2 separate regions of the Mus musculus genome follow, and region 2 is linked to region 1. A link is a contact called in public Hi-C data. All regions are on one chromosome and are shown on one strand. Each heading gives the region's core, a stretch centred on a gene start, on an enhancer-like site or on the middle of the called end of the contact. The rest is flanking DNA. Distances are from core to core; before and after follow the strand shown. Region 1 has its middle 27 kb from the start of Gm15326. Region 2 has its middle 27 kb from the start of Gm15322.

What was found. A called contact is a pair of places that touch in the nucleus more often than the background predicts.
Region 2: a contact with region 1 is called in a Hi-C map of bone marrow-derived macrophages, with 1.5 times the contacts expected there. The contact joins two enhancer-like sites. A contact is called at or near these places in 6 of 484 Hi-C or Micro-C datasets (bone marrow-derived macrophages, epidermal suprabasal cells, nephron progenitors and 2 more), 2 of 115 datasets of contacts at active chromatin or transcription factors (embryonic stem cells and neural progenitor cells) and 1 of 9 other capture datasets (liver).

The regions. Positions count from the first base shown.
Region 1 is chr13:111,892,075-111,898,529 of GRCm38.p6, reverse strand. No RefSeq gene overlaps it. Among named protein-coding and RNA genes, the nearest start is that of Gm15326, 27 kb to the right of the region's middle. Within about 2 kb of position 1,994, at least 63 of the 459 cell types and tissues checked have an H3K27ac peak or open chromatin away from gene starts, as enhancers often do. A contact at or near this core is called in bone marrow-derived macrophages, where this site is marked.
Region 2 is chr13:111,964,484-111,971,602 of GRCm38.p6, reverse strand. No RefSeq gene overlaps it. Among named protein-coding and RNA genes, the nearest start is that of Gm15322, 27 kb to the left of the region's middle. Within about 2 kb of position 2,757, at least 22 of the 459 cell types and tissues checked have an H3K27ac peak or open chromatin away from gene starts, as enhancers often do. A contact at or near this core is called in bone marrow-derived macrophages, where this site is marked.

The DNA.
Region 1 (6,455 bases), core at 745-3,244:
AAAAAGCCAAACCAGCTGTCTAAGCCATGCCACTGAAGCCCGTAGCTCCCTGGCTCTGGCTCCCAGGAGATAGCAGATGTGTATTCATGGATATAACCATATAAACAACCCAAAAAGCTACAAAGAAGTAAGGCAGGTGGTCTCGGAGAGAGACTGGAGCTTCTCAGATGGCCCAAAGGGCTATGTAAAATAAATAAGAACAATATAGTAATTTTTGCCTACATTTGCTTTCATTAAGACACCAACACACACACACACTACTACCATCAACAACTATAACAACACCCTCACAGGATCATTTGAAAATGTGTGACATAACATCATTATGTATATAATATAAAGTATGTCCATGAAAGTGAAGATATGGAAGTCTTCCCAATTCTCCCCATGTTTCCTCCCTGTGAGATCTATTGTTGATAGACTAGAGACTTGCCTGTACAGTTCCTTTTATGTAAACACAACACATTCATGTCTCCACCTCCTTTCCTTACATCTTCCCTGGTATCACCTGCATCCCACACTTCTATAATTAGCACAAAGGCCTGTAGCTACCTCATACCACTAAGCATAAAGGAAAAAACAAATATTAACCCAGCATTGCCCCAAGCTTGGTGCTTAAAAATAACAAATAAATAACTTGATATCTCAACCCGAAATTATGACTGCTAGTGCAACAAGAACCTCCCAGAATCTTTATGACTCTAGAAAATTCCAAGAAAGCCATCAGCCAACTGTTACTGAAGACTGTTAAAAAAACATCTTGCATAAGACCTCTGGGTCTTAGTCACTCACAACTTTTAACCATAATTCTATGATGTGCACAATTGTGGCTATGTTCTTAACAGTTATAAGATGGATACAGATATACTTTTTAGTTTTTTTGGAGGGGTTGATTGGTTGGTCTTTATATGGTTGGTTGAGTTTTTTTTTGTTTTTGTTTTGTAGTGCTGGGATTCAAATCCAGGTCTTTGTGAACACTCCTCCACTGGGCCACAGCACTAAGCCATGGTCCTAACCACAGGGGTGTGTGTGTGTGTGTGTGTGTGTGTGTGTGTGTGTGTGTGTGTTGTATATATGTGTGTGTTATGTGTGCGTGTATGTGTGTTATGTGTGTGTGTGTGTGTGTGTGTGTTGTATATATGTATGTGTTATGTGTGCGTGTGTGTGTGTTATGTGTGTGTGTGTTGTATGTGTGGTATGGGGGGGTGTTGTATGTATGTGTGTGTTATGTGTGTGTGGGTGTTGTATGTATGTGTGTGTGTGTTGTATGTGTGGTGTGGGGGGGTTGGGGTGCGAAGTATTGAACATATTGGGACTATTGAAGCAATTAAGAGAGCTGAAGCTCTACTGGGCTGCTAAACTGCTGTGAAGTCCACACCTTGATTTCTAAACCCACTAACCTGTACCTTGATTTAGAGGTCGATTGCCAATGCAATCCTACACTCCATCTCCTCGGCCTCCTCCCATGCCTGTACAGTGATGGTGCTGATGCACATCTTGTACTGGAAAGCAATATCCCCTCACTCATTACCTCTCTGCACCCCACCTGTAGCGGCCAATCCTGGCTGTCGAGTTGATGGGATCTGGAATCAAGTAAGAGATAAGGAGCCAGTATGTCTGGGAGAGGTATAACTGAGGTGGGGAGACCAACCTGACCTGGACATTCCAGGGGTTCAAATCCCAGACTGAATAAAAGGGAGTATGCATCGAAACGCCAGTGTGTGTGCGTGCATGAGTACGTGTGTGTGTGACCAGCTGCTTCACACCCCTGTCCTATGAACTGTGATCTCAAACTGAGCCATAATAAACTCTTCCTCCCTCCCTGAAGCCGTTTTTGACAAGTATTTGTCACAGCAACATGAAAAAGTAACTACCACATTATCTTATGTTTGTCAAGCCACAAACCTCCATCTTTCTATAAGGAAGTAAGAACTGTACCCCCAGACTGTGAGAGCACAGAAGACAATGCAGAAGTCTACAGAAGGAACAGGAAGGGAGAGGAATGGGGGAAGGAACCTCAGATTCTAGTTTAAGGAATCAGTGTGACAGGAAATGACAAAGGGGAGGGGCAGCTTTAATAACAAACCTGATATACTGGCAGCTCTCTAAAAACTGGGAGCGTCTGCTCAAGTCTCCACCTCCAGTGGGTTGAGGAGCCTCCCCAAACAGTCTTCCTTCCTTGGAGGAGAGGCTGAGAGAAGCGGCTTTTTCATGAATGTGCAGTCCTTTGAATTTTGCCTTTCAACTGCCAGATAACAGCCACACGTGAAGGAATGTGCCTACTTCATCATGCTAATCCCTGCTACCCAGCCCAGATGGAATGGAGGGAGATAGGCAGGCTCTCATCTTTGCACTGCTTGGATCCTATCTATAGTGGATCATTGCAAAGTCTCCAGAAGAAAGACAGAGAAAGAAAAAGGGAAGAGGAGAGGAGGGGAGGGGAGGGAGGGAGGGAAGAGAGGAGAAGGAAGGGGAGAAAATGACGGGGAGGAGAAGAGGGGAAGGAGGAAAAGGAAGGAAAGAATAAAGGACCTACCCTGACCATAGACAGAAATAACCCCAGACAAGTTCATCTCTCTTAATCAAGATAAGTTTCTTGCAGGTAGCTGTATGCACCACCATTTATGTAGCTGATCATAAAACCAGAGACAGTGGGATTCAGGATCATAGCATTCCACCACACTCTTCACCCCTCACCGCACCAGGAGAATGTTCTCAAAGGCAGATTTCTATTCCACAAGCAACCGCACTTCTACCATAGGAAAACCATTCTACAACCCTAAGAGAAGGTATGGGCTTGCAGCCTAGTGCTTCAAGAAAGCAGGAAGACCAAACACTTGCTGAGGGTCCACTGTGAGGGTGGAGCAGTTGCATGTGCCATCTCTATGGAAGTCCTATTTGGAACGAAGATGTTATTTCTGTGCCTGGTGCACAGGCTCTGTGATGAAGAGTCTCATTACAGAGAGTCTATTTACCACTTTTCCAGTTGCTTTGCAAGCTGTTTTTTTTTTTTTTTTTTTTGGTTGGTTGGTTTGGTTTGGTTTGGTTTGGTTTGGGGTTTTTGGTTTTTTTTTTTTGTTGTTGTTGTTGTTGTTGTTTTGTTTTTTGGTTTGGTTTTATTTATTTATTTATTTATTTTTCTTTTGAGTCTTGGCTCAGAAGACAGCCAAAGAGCATAACACCAACCTCTCACCCTGAAGGTGTCCTGGTCTCAATCTCACTCTGTTGGTTGCCAGCCCAACCTCCTTTATGTAACAGGCAGACCTCACTGGGTGTGGCAGACATGCCCGGACTGGAGACAAACTGCACATTTCTTTTTGGGGACCAGCCTTTGGGGGTAACTTTTGTGCAGTGTCATCATGTGCCCACTGTCCCTGGTCTCTCAAGGCAAAAGTTGAAGCTCTGAATACAAAAGAGGAGCCCGGACCACAGGTTGATGTGGAATGACAGTCAAGTCTGGATGCCTGCTTTGGCTGGAGGCGGAGGAGGAGGCGGAGGCGGAGGCGGAGGCGGAGGCGGAGGCGGAGGCGGAGGCGGAGCTCAGCGATCAGCTAGGTGCTCACCTACCATGCACCGCTGGGTCCCTTGGGTTCCAAGCACAGGAGCACAAAGGTTGGTTGGAAGGAGACCAGAGCCTCGTCATGGGATAGTTATAGATTGTGCCAGTTGGGCGGGCCTTCCAGAGTGGCTCTTTGGTCCATCAGAGGAAGTTGGGGTGCTGACTGACAGGAGCACTGTAGGCAGGAGCACCTCATGAAACAGATGAGGGTGCTACACAAATGTGGTCCAGAGGCACTCTGTCCAGTCAGCAACCCTAGAAGACTCGCTTCAAGCAAACAGGTGGCTTCTCCAGGAGTGAACCGCTTCTTCGAAAGAGTTTAAAAACATGTGGCTAGCTCTACCGAGACTGGTTACTATCATTCTCTCGGTGGTTTTGAGATTATTGTATTTTCCTCTTCCCTTTCCTCCTTCCAACCCCTTCCTTTGCTCTCTTTCAAACACATAACCTCTGTTTCTTTAACTATTGTTACATATGCATATGTGCTTTGCATAGCCATATTCCTAAGTATTTAACTGCAGCCTGCCGGGTTAGTACAACATACAGGTCTTCCTTGCTGACTGTTTAGTATGCGATAACCAGGCAACTAAGGAGTGAGTGAGAGAAATCGTCTCCCTCACAGAAGAGCTCATCAGGAATGCATTTTTAGAAAGAAAAATGTCTATGCTTTGGAGAGTCTGTAGCTGACCTGCTACAGCTCTCCCTGAGCCTCCTTCCTAAACATTCGGGAACCCAAGTGTTTGCAGGCAGGGGGAAAATAATTATTTTCTTCAGGTTGGCATTTGATTGTAAAGTTAGATTATAATTTAATTGGCTTTCCTCTATGGTATTTTTCTTATATTAAACAAAAACTTCATAAAATATATAAACAGTCAGCCCCCCAAAAAATAAATACAAAGAAAATTAAATTCATGCACAATTTAAAACTGAATGAGCACTGTTAATCTGCTCTGTTTTATTAAAATCCTCAATCTTTTGTTTATATATCTATCGATCTGTTTATATATATATATCGATTATATACATACATAATTATTTTGGAAAATTAGGATCACCCTAACACAGTCTTCTGATCTGTTTCCCCTCATGGAAATCTTAATTTTTTTTGAAACCACGTGTATAAAAGGAATACATAATTGCCTTCAATGGTGACAGTCTAAGCCTAGCCCACTAGGTAGAAGAATATATGGCTTTTTAATGCAGCATCGAGCCATTTGTATTTAATGCAACCCATTTAATGCACTTCTCCATTTTTTCTCAAGTTCAGACACTTTAAGTGCAGCCAATTAGATTTAAAAGAAAAAAAAAGGCTAAAGCGAAGATAATGGGGAAGATTTATGAGTGATCTGAATTACTACGAAACCTGAGACGCCTCTGCTTTTCTAAACAACCACTTATATCAGCAATCGGCCTTCTGTGAACAGGAGATTGCTCGGTTTGTATACTTCTGGGTGAATCTGCGCTGTGCCCTCAAACGCATCAGAAACCTTCTATTCCCACAGGCGCCCTTTGTTACCATCAGAGTGCCTGGTCATTTAGAACAATCTAAACACGAAACAGGTAGAGCACAAGCTCTAGCGAGCAGAACCAACCACAAGAGAACCTAACGTGGTGCGGAGACTAAGTGAATCCAACGCAGGTTGGTGTGATCAATCAGTGGCTGGCTTCCCCGCCCTTCACAGCTGCCCAGCAGAGAGGGAAGGAAGGCTCAAGGAAACCCAGATGCTTCCTCTGGCCTTTCACAGTGTCAACCTTGTTTGAGGCTTTCTAAGCATTTGTGTTGCTAAGAAGCTGAGGGGAGGGGGAGGGGGAGGAAGAGGAGGAGGGGGAGGAGGAGAGGGAGGAGAGGGAGGAGGAGGGGAGGAGGGGAGGAGGAGAGGGAGGAGGAGGAGAAGGAGGAGGAGGAGGAGGAGGAGGAGGAGGAGGAGGAGGAGAAGAAGAAGAAGAAGAAGAAGAAGAAGAAGAAGAAGAAGAAGAAGAAGAAGAAGAAGAAGAAGAAGAAGAAGAAGAAGAAGAAGAAGAAGAAGAAAAGAGGGGGAGGGAGGGAGAGGAGGAAGGTGGTTTATCTATATCTCAAAAGAGCTTTCGGTTCCGAGGACTCCTCTGAAGCGTGAAGGCCCCAGAGAAGAAGAGATGATGACCGTAGAGTCCAGGAGTTCTGCCAAGAAGTGCTGCCTGGTCACCAGGGGGAAAAGACCCACACGCCTTTCCTCTCTTCTTGCTATTATCGTTTCTGCCGCTGTGTAAATGAGAACCAAGGCAACTTAAGTTAGAGGAAGAGTCCCTGAGTTCTTACTGTGGGCAAAGCTTTGAGATTTTGCCAAGGAGGACACAGAAGTCAAGACAATGATAGGAAAAGGACAATGTGAAACAGTAGAAACCTCATCAGGGACAGAGCCAGCAACAAGACATGGATCATGGAAGCTCCCCAAAGCATCAAACCTCCCCCACCCCCCCTTCCCGGCCGCCCCGGACAGCCTTCTCTTCCCTGGCTGGAACACAGGTTCCATTCCAGAGATGGCTCCCACAGAAGGTGTGGCTGTGAGGAGCCTCTCCTGCTACACTGCAGTACATGGGCATCACGTGCACACCACTGTTGTGTGAAAGTTTCCGCTTCTGCCAAAACAAAAGAGGCTCAAAAGAAATGATGCATAATTGTTTTCAACCAGGCAGCCACTCCTCCCTCTCCGGACTTCACTGTAAGCGCCATGATCTTGAGAAGGCCTACATTCAACAATCAAGTTGTGGCTTATCTGAATGGGACCTAGCCTACTTTCAGTTGCTGTCATATGAACTTCTTAGATTCTCCGCCCCCTCCTCTTTTTTTTTAAGATTTCTCAACTCTTGGTTTCATGCCTTTCTTCTCCCCCCTTCACTGGTTACATATGTGGGGTTT
Region 2 (7,119 bases), core at 1,508-4,007, 72 kb before region 1:
CCATTTGTAGGAGCTTACAGATTCACTCTTCTTGCGAAGACATTTAGCTAGATTAGTGGTTAGATTAAGAGAGCTCTGCCCTTGCAAATGGACTGATGGGGTGCTCACAGGAATGGGCTACTTAGCACATATGTGGGTACCAAAGCAAGTTCTCCTCCCTCTTGCTCTCTTGTTTCCATCTTCTCTAGCCTTTCTACCTTTTGTCATGGCGTGATACAACTTGGAATATTCATCGAGTGCCAATGTTAGGCTCTTGGGTTTCTCAAACTCCAGATCCAGGAGTCAGATAATGTTTTTTTTTTTTTTCATTATAGATTCAGTCTGTTAATAGTATTCTGGTATGTCAGCACAAACATAGATAGGTGACTTGCAGCCAACAACTAATAGAAGGCACCTAAAAGGCTTGTTGTGAAGTGAGATAACTATTTTAGGCTGGGTACCAACAGAGCTTTCCCTTTTGCTATGAGATGGAATAACCATGGACCACTTCATTTTAGAACGCCCTGTGGGCTCTTCTGCACCCATGCCTTCATCTCTTGTGTGCCTGACACTGCTCACTTTCCTTTTAGATGAGTTTTACCAGAGAAGACTCCCTTAAGACTGTCTTTCTCAATATCTGGTTCTGAGGAACCTCACTCAGGGCACCTAGCATCTTACTGCAAAGCATGACATTTGTTATAAATCTTTGGACATGTTGCTTATCAAACTAAGCATTTCCCTCTAGTCTTTCCGGAAGAGTTTACATTAAGAATAGAGAGTTTTATTAAGTTGTCCCACATTCACTAATATGATCATGTGGTGTTTCTGTGGCTAACAAAAAAAAATTATGTACAATCAACTCAGAGTTCTAAGAATAAATGCAATGAAGTCATTACTTTAAAAATAACAAATTGCTGGTCTGTTGACACTTTTCAAGGCTAGCATGGAGTGGAAGGGGTAATCTCCAATGCATTTGAACATCCCAAGGCTGATAAGCACAAAGCAAGATGAACGCATTTCCAATCCAGTGAGTTTACACTGTGCTGTTGGAACAGGTCCTGCCCACAAGTCGGGTAGAATGAGAGGGTCTATAAGTACCTATCCATGATCCAGCTCCTAAATCAGCTTTGGCAAAAACAAACAAACAAACAAACAAAAAAGCAAGAAAACACTAAAACTCCATCTTCCCACTGTTGGTAGAGTCTTCCTGAGGATCCACTACAGCGCATCAGTCATCATCCAGAGAGGATTGTGAAGTGAAATAAACCAGGAAATCGGTGTAAGCTCTTTCACAAAGCAGATTTTAAGACAGAGCAAATGAAAGATTTTCATCACTGATCCACCACAAAAGGTGTGTTTCACCTTTCCTGGTCCATTTTAGATACTGGAGGACAGGTCTACAAAGAGACCTTAACAGTTAAAAGCTGATGTGCCAGAGTTCACTTCCCGGCACCCATCTCAGATAGCTTACAATTGCCTGTACCTTCAGGTCTAGAAGATCCACAAACATGCTCACTCAGTATATACATCAACACACACATACACATACACAATAAATAAATAAATAGATGATAGATAGATGATAGATAGATGATAGATAGATAGATAGATAGATAGATAGATAGATAGATAGATAGATAGATCTTTAAAAAAATAAGTTGAAGAAATTCTCAAACTCTTATCCTAGAATCATTTTACCACTTTAATATTGATATTTATTAGTGAAGAAAAAGTAGCCATCAGCTTCCTAACTAGAAATGACAGGGATGTTCAAGCATAGAGTGATGCCACTTCACGTCAGTATCAAAAGTACCCACGATGGGCTGGTGAGATGACTCACTGGGGACAGGTACTTGCTAGTAAGCCTAATACCATATTTGATCCCTAGGACCCACATGGTAGGAGAAAACAGCTTCCCTCAGGTTTTCCTCCAACGTCCACACATGCACTGTGGCACTCATCTGCCTACACACAATCAATCAATCAATCAATCAATCAATCAATATCACAAGATATTTAAGTGGCCAAGGTACTCAATGTATAAAGATAAAAGTCCCTGTCCAGTTGGCGCCATCATTGGGGGTCGGTGGTGAAAGAGCCCATCGTGATAAGGGCACATAGCAGGGTAAAAATCGCCAGCTTCATACCTAGGAAGAGAAAGGGGGTCAGACACCAGCTGAGGCCTCGCCATTCCCTCCATTCCCACCAAGCTTCTGCTCTTAAAACTCATACTACCTCCCAGCAATGCCAACCTGGAAACCACGCCTTTAACATGGACCTTTGGAGGACATTTAAGATCCAAACTATAGCAGTTATCAAGAAGCCCAAAGACACACAAACCTGGAGCCATTGTAGTCCAACTAATCCACTCAGTCTCTAGTGACTCGCATTCCTGAAACGACTGGTGGTACAAGCTTTAGCTAGAAGGTTAAAAGATTTCCACACCTGTTACCCACCGCAAATGCATTAGTGCATTTTCTGCTAAGCTCCAAATTCTTCTAAGATTGTGAGAGTCTCTTGTCCTCCTGCTGTCTGCATCTCCTGGCAAAGTGTTAGGGATGCAAGGCATTTTGTCAATTATCAATGAATTATAGATAACTAGCCTATTAGGATGAAGGCTACTCTTCCTCCAAATGGGTTCCTGAAGAAAGTATCCACAATGTTATTGAAGATAGAAACGTTCTGCCGGAAAGAGCCCGATGAACTCTAGAATCGTCCTTTCTAAATTTCTCTCTACTGTCCTTCACTGATTTATGAGAACGGTGCTTAGGGAACAGCTTTTCCCTGAGGTTCTGAAACCAGCTGCCTGTAAAATATACACTCGATCATCCCAGAGCTGCTGAGTTGCAGTTTCTTTTTTTTTTTTCTTTTTGAGGAACTCTCCCGTGGCTTATATTTTTAATCATCTATTCAAAGGACAACCCGTGCCTTCTCTACCATTAAGATCAACTTACTACCATTAGAAGACGCTGACACGCCTGAAGTTCCAGAATCTCTCTGCTCTTTCCCACCCTTCTGACCACATATCCCTGATCCGAGTGCTGGCAATACTGTTACTATCGATTTGCCACCGGTAACTTCTATTTCTTCCCCTGGCTCTGTAATTGCTCTGATTTAGGGAGGAAACGAGCCATGGAGAGTGGCCGCTCTCCCTTGTGTTCTGGCCTCTTACTTTCACCAGCATCCTAAGCCTGAGCCTTTTGGTTGGAATAATAACATATTAAATTACACCACTTAATCTAGTGTTGCAGATCTCAGAAAGCACTGGAGTTTAGAGCTTCAGGGAACCTCAGTGATGAGTCAGCCCTCTCATGCTACCAAGCCCGACTTCCAAAATAAATGCAGTTAATATTTATTAGACCTAGAGATAGGATCAAGGTGAGTCTAATGAAAACCTTATAATCGCTGCATTCATGAACCAAATCTGACAGTTAATCAAGATGCCTCCATCCCCTAGAAACTGGGGGACTCTCCTCTCTAGGCATCTCAAGGAAGAAGTTGATGTTCACTTTCAACAGATATTTCTGTCCTTCCACATCCCTGGGTCTTCTGACCTGGCAGGCATTAGGACTCTACTTAAATAGGTCTCAAATGTCTTAGAAAGTAACGTTTTAGGAGTTCTTCTCTTCCACTTGCCCTGTCACCACCTACCCTCATTTCCTGTCCCCCACAGCCAGTTCAACTTAAAGGAGAGAGAGAGCAGAGAGCAACTACTCAAATCGTGACGAGTGCCCACTGAGAATTGCCCTTCCTGCCAATAAAAAGGTTATTTGTCTGGGTGCCATGTGAACAGAACTTAAAAACTTCAACTTTGGGTTATTATCTAATACCTGAAATTCTTCTCATTCCATCACTAAAGATAAGGTTTACAACGGAAATGTGGCCAAGCACAAACATTCTCTGGGCTCATTACTGCCCCTGAAGAAATAAATGGCTTGACATGGGTCACTTCTTAGAGCTGCTTTTAAAAAGGATTGGGAAGGTCAGAGTACTGAAGGCGGGTGTGGGTGTTTAGAGAAAGGCTCTGAAGAAAAACTGCCTCCTCACCACCACCCCCAGTAAGGTGAAATGCAGCTGTTTCTAGATGGCACGCCATGTTGTTTGTTTGTTTTTCATTTCCTTAGACCTCAAAGCCAGGTGCTATGGGTTCTCAAATGGGCAAGGATGTCTTTTGGTAACACCTACTCAGACAAAGATGAACAGAAAGTAGGTCTTTATAGACAGACGCAAAGAAAAAGCCTCCAACCCCTGCTCTGTGCTACCAATTACTGTGTCATCTAGTGAAGCTAGTATTTATATTAATATAGACCACTTGACCAAAGTATTCAGATTGAAAAAGGAACTGTAGTGGATTTACCGAAAGCAACACAATCAGCTTCCTGAATACTCAGCAGAACTGAATTATCAGCCAACAGAGAAAAAAAAAAAACAAAAAAAAAAACCAAAAAAAACAAAAACATTGAGAGATGCAACCAACATACTTGCTAAAGGAATTTTCAGAGTGGTATGACTGTCTCCTCAAATGGAGAAGCTGGGGAGAGTATAGATATATAGACCTTTTAAAATGTTCTCTTTCATGGTTAATAAAAACAAACATATATATATATATATATATATATATATATATGTATGTATATGTATATGAAGATTGTACTCCCCTTAACACACACTGCCTGGGTTAATGTGTAATTGACAAGATTAATGACTGTCTAATAATTGCCTCTATTGTTTACTGTCTGGATGGCAGCCAGACATCTTCCTGCTCTGCCCACCAGTGGGTTTGATTTGTAAGAATTGTGCTAAGAGGCTAAAAGGGTCTGTGTGCCACGTGTGTGCTTACTAAAGACGTTCAAAAGGGAGCTCCAGGGAGGCCTGGTGACTTTGGCTCTGCTGGGGCAAGCCTCCTTCATGTTATAGAAAGCCTCGCTTCTAAACTGCTGAGGAAGCTGTGCCAAAACCCAACCAAGTTCAACCTGGCTGGATCATGCCAGTGAGGAGAAGAGGAAAGAGATAACCCTAGGACTTCTGGGATGGGTGGTCGGCTACCCTGTCCACACTGAGTATTTTATTCCTTTGCTCTTCACTCACTGGGCTGCACTGCAGAGCACCCAGGTATAACCAACAAGCTCTCCAGGATATGAATCCTCCCTCCCTGTGCTGCCTGGCCCTGTCCTCGTCCTAAACTGTTACCTCTTGCCTTGTGAGACATGAGACCAGCAAACAGACCAGACATTGAGTCATAAAGCACACATAGAACGTACATGGATGGTTACCGTGAGCCTGGCTGCTCCCTGGCTCTCCATATCGCATCCGGAGAGTGACAGTGATTGATATGGCTTTCTGGACAAAAACAAAAGCCCTGTGATTCTTTTTCATGTGGCTTTGCTCTGGCCTGAGTCACAAGGCTTCCCTTGGACTACCTTGACCTTTGTGTCTTTCCTTCTTTCCTAACAAGTCAAGTTCAGATTTCTGACAACCAAGGAGACGCTCTCAGGACACATTGTGACCCATCTTTCTTGTCTTCTCTTCCTAAACTGCTTTGCTGTATGCCTCCATGTTTGCTTTTTTTCTATGCGCCGTCTCTCAGCAGAGGTGAGCATCCCCAATTAGAAACCCGAAATCCAAAATGCTTCAAATCGGACGCCTTTAGAGTACTAACAATGAGCTGCACATGGGTAATTCTACATTTGACTTCAGGTGACTGGTTGCACTCAAAGCTCAGACACACTAAAAATACTATGTAAAATTACCTTCTACTACTGTATTACACATTCACACACACACACACACACACACACACACACACACTGAATTTTTTTTTTTTTTTTTTTTTTTTTTTTGCTTAGGTTTGGACCCCTTTGACCAAGATATCATTATGCATACGTAAACACTCTAGAAATTTCTGGAGGCATATCCAAAATCTGAGGCCCTTTTGGTGCCAGGCTCTTCAGATGAGGAATGTGGCATTTGCACCACCTCCTGCCCCTCTGCCGCAGACCCTTTCAGCATCTCCCCCTTACACAGTCTCATACCTGTCATACTTTTCCTTCCCAGTAGTCATTGTTCCTGTTAGGGAACTGTTTATATAGCCGTGAGCTTGGTGGCTTTCTCCCTTGCTAGGCAGTAAACTCACTAGAGGCAGGGATCACATATGTGGTGTTCCACAGCACGGCTTAGATTAATAGTCAGTTATTCATGATATTAAGGTGGAATCAAACTCCACCCTCAACCTCTCCAACTAAGTACGCTCTTACTAGCAGTCATTTGCAGTAACAGGTGGACTTTGTGCTTCGTGATCCCCCACCCACCACTTCATCATCATTTATTTATCACTAAATCATCTCTCCTGCTACATCAAGACTTCTTTTTTTTAAGATTTTTTTTTAATGTATGTGAGTGCACTATCACTGTCTTCAGACACACCAGAAGAGGGCATCAGATCCCATTACAGATGGTTGTGAGCCACCATGTGGTTGCTGGGATTTGAACTCAGGACCTCTGGAAGAGCAGTCAGTGCTCTTAAGCACTGAGCCATCTCTCACATCAAGTCTTCTTAACAGAAGCCTCCTTCCTTGGTCCTTCATGTGGTTCACAAGTCCAAGCACACATTTTTAAAGGACTGGGTCTAAAACTACTGCTGGCTTTATTGGTGACTCTTACCTGATTTATTTGACATTTCCACTTCCATATCCTATACATGTAAGAAAAAAAATAATTATTTTTTTTAAGCAGCCCACAAGTCTTTAGGTGAGCAGACATGTTACAGTGGTAGAGCACTTGCCTAGCACTGGCAAGGCTCTGGGCTGGAGACCCAAGAGCTACCCCTCCCTGTACCCGAAGTGAGGATAATTTAAAAAATAAATAAATAGACAGATGAATAAATAAATAAAACTTTTCATTATTTCAAAGTTTCAGCCATTCTTCATACACTTCTTCAAGGGGTGTTGCACTCCAGGGGGTTTCTAGCTTAGCAGGTAGAGACTCAGTGCTTCTGTCCAGACATAGCAACAGAGGTGAGAGACTGAAGTCGCCTGGAAATAGATTTGGTAGGAACAAGCAATACAGAGTTGGGAAAAAAAAAATGGAGAGTTTGAAGAAACTTGAAAGCTTGGTGGGCTTTTGTTTATCTTGCGCTGACTC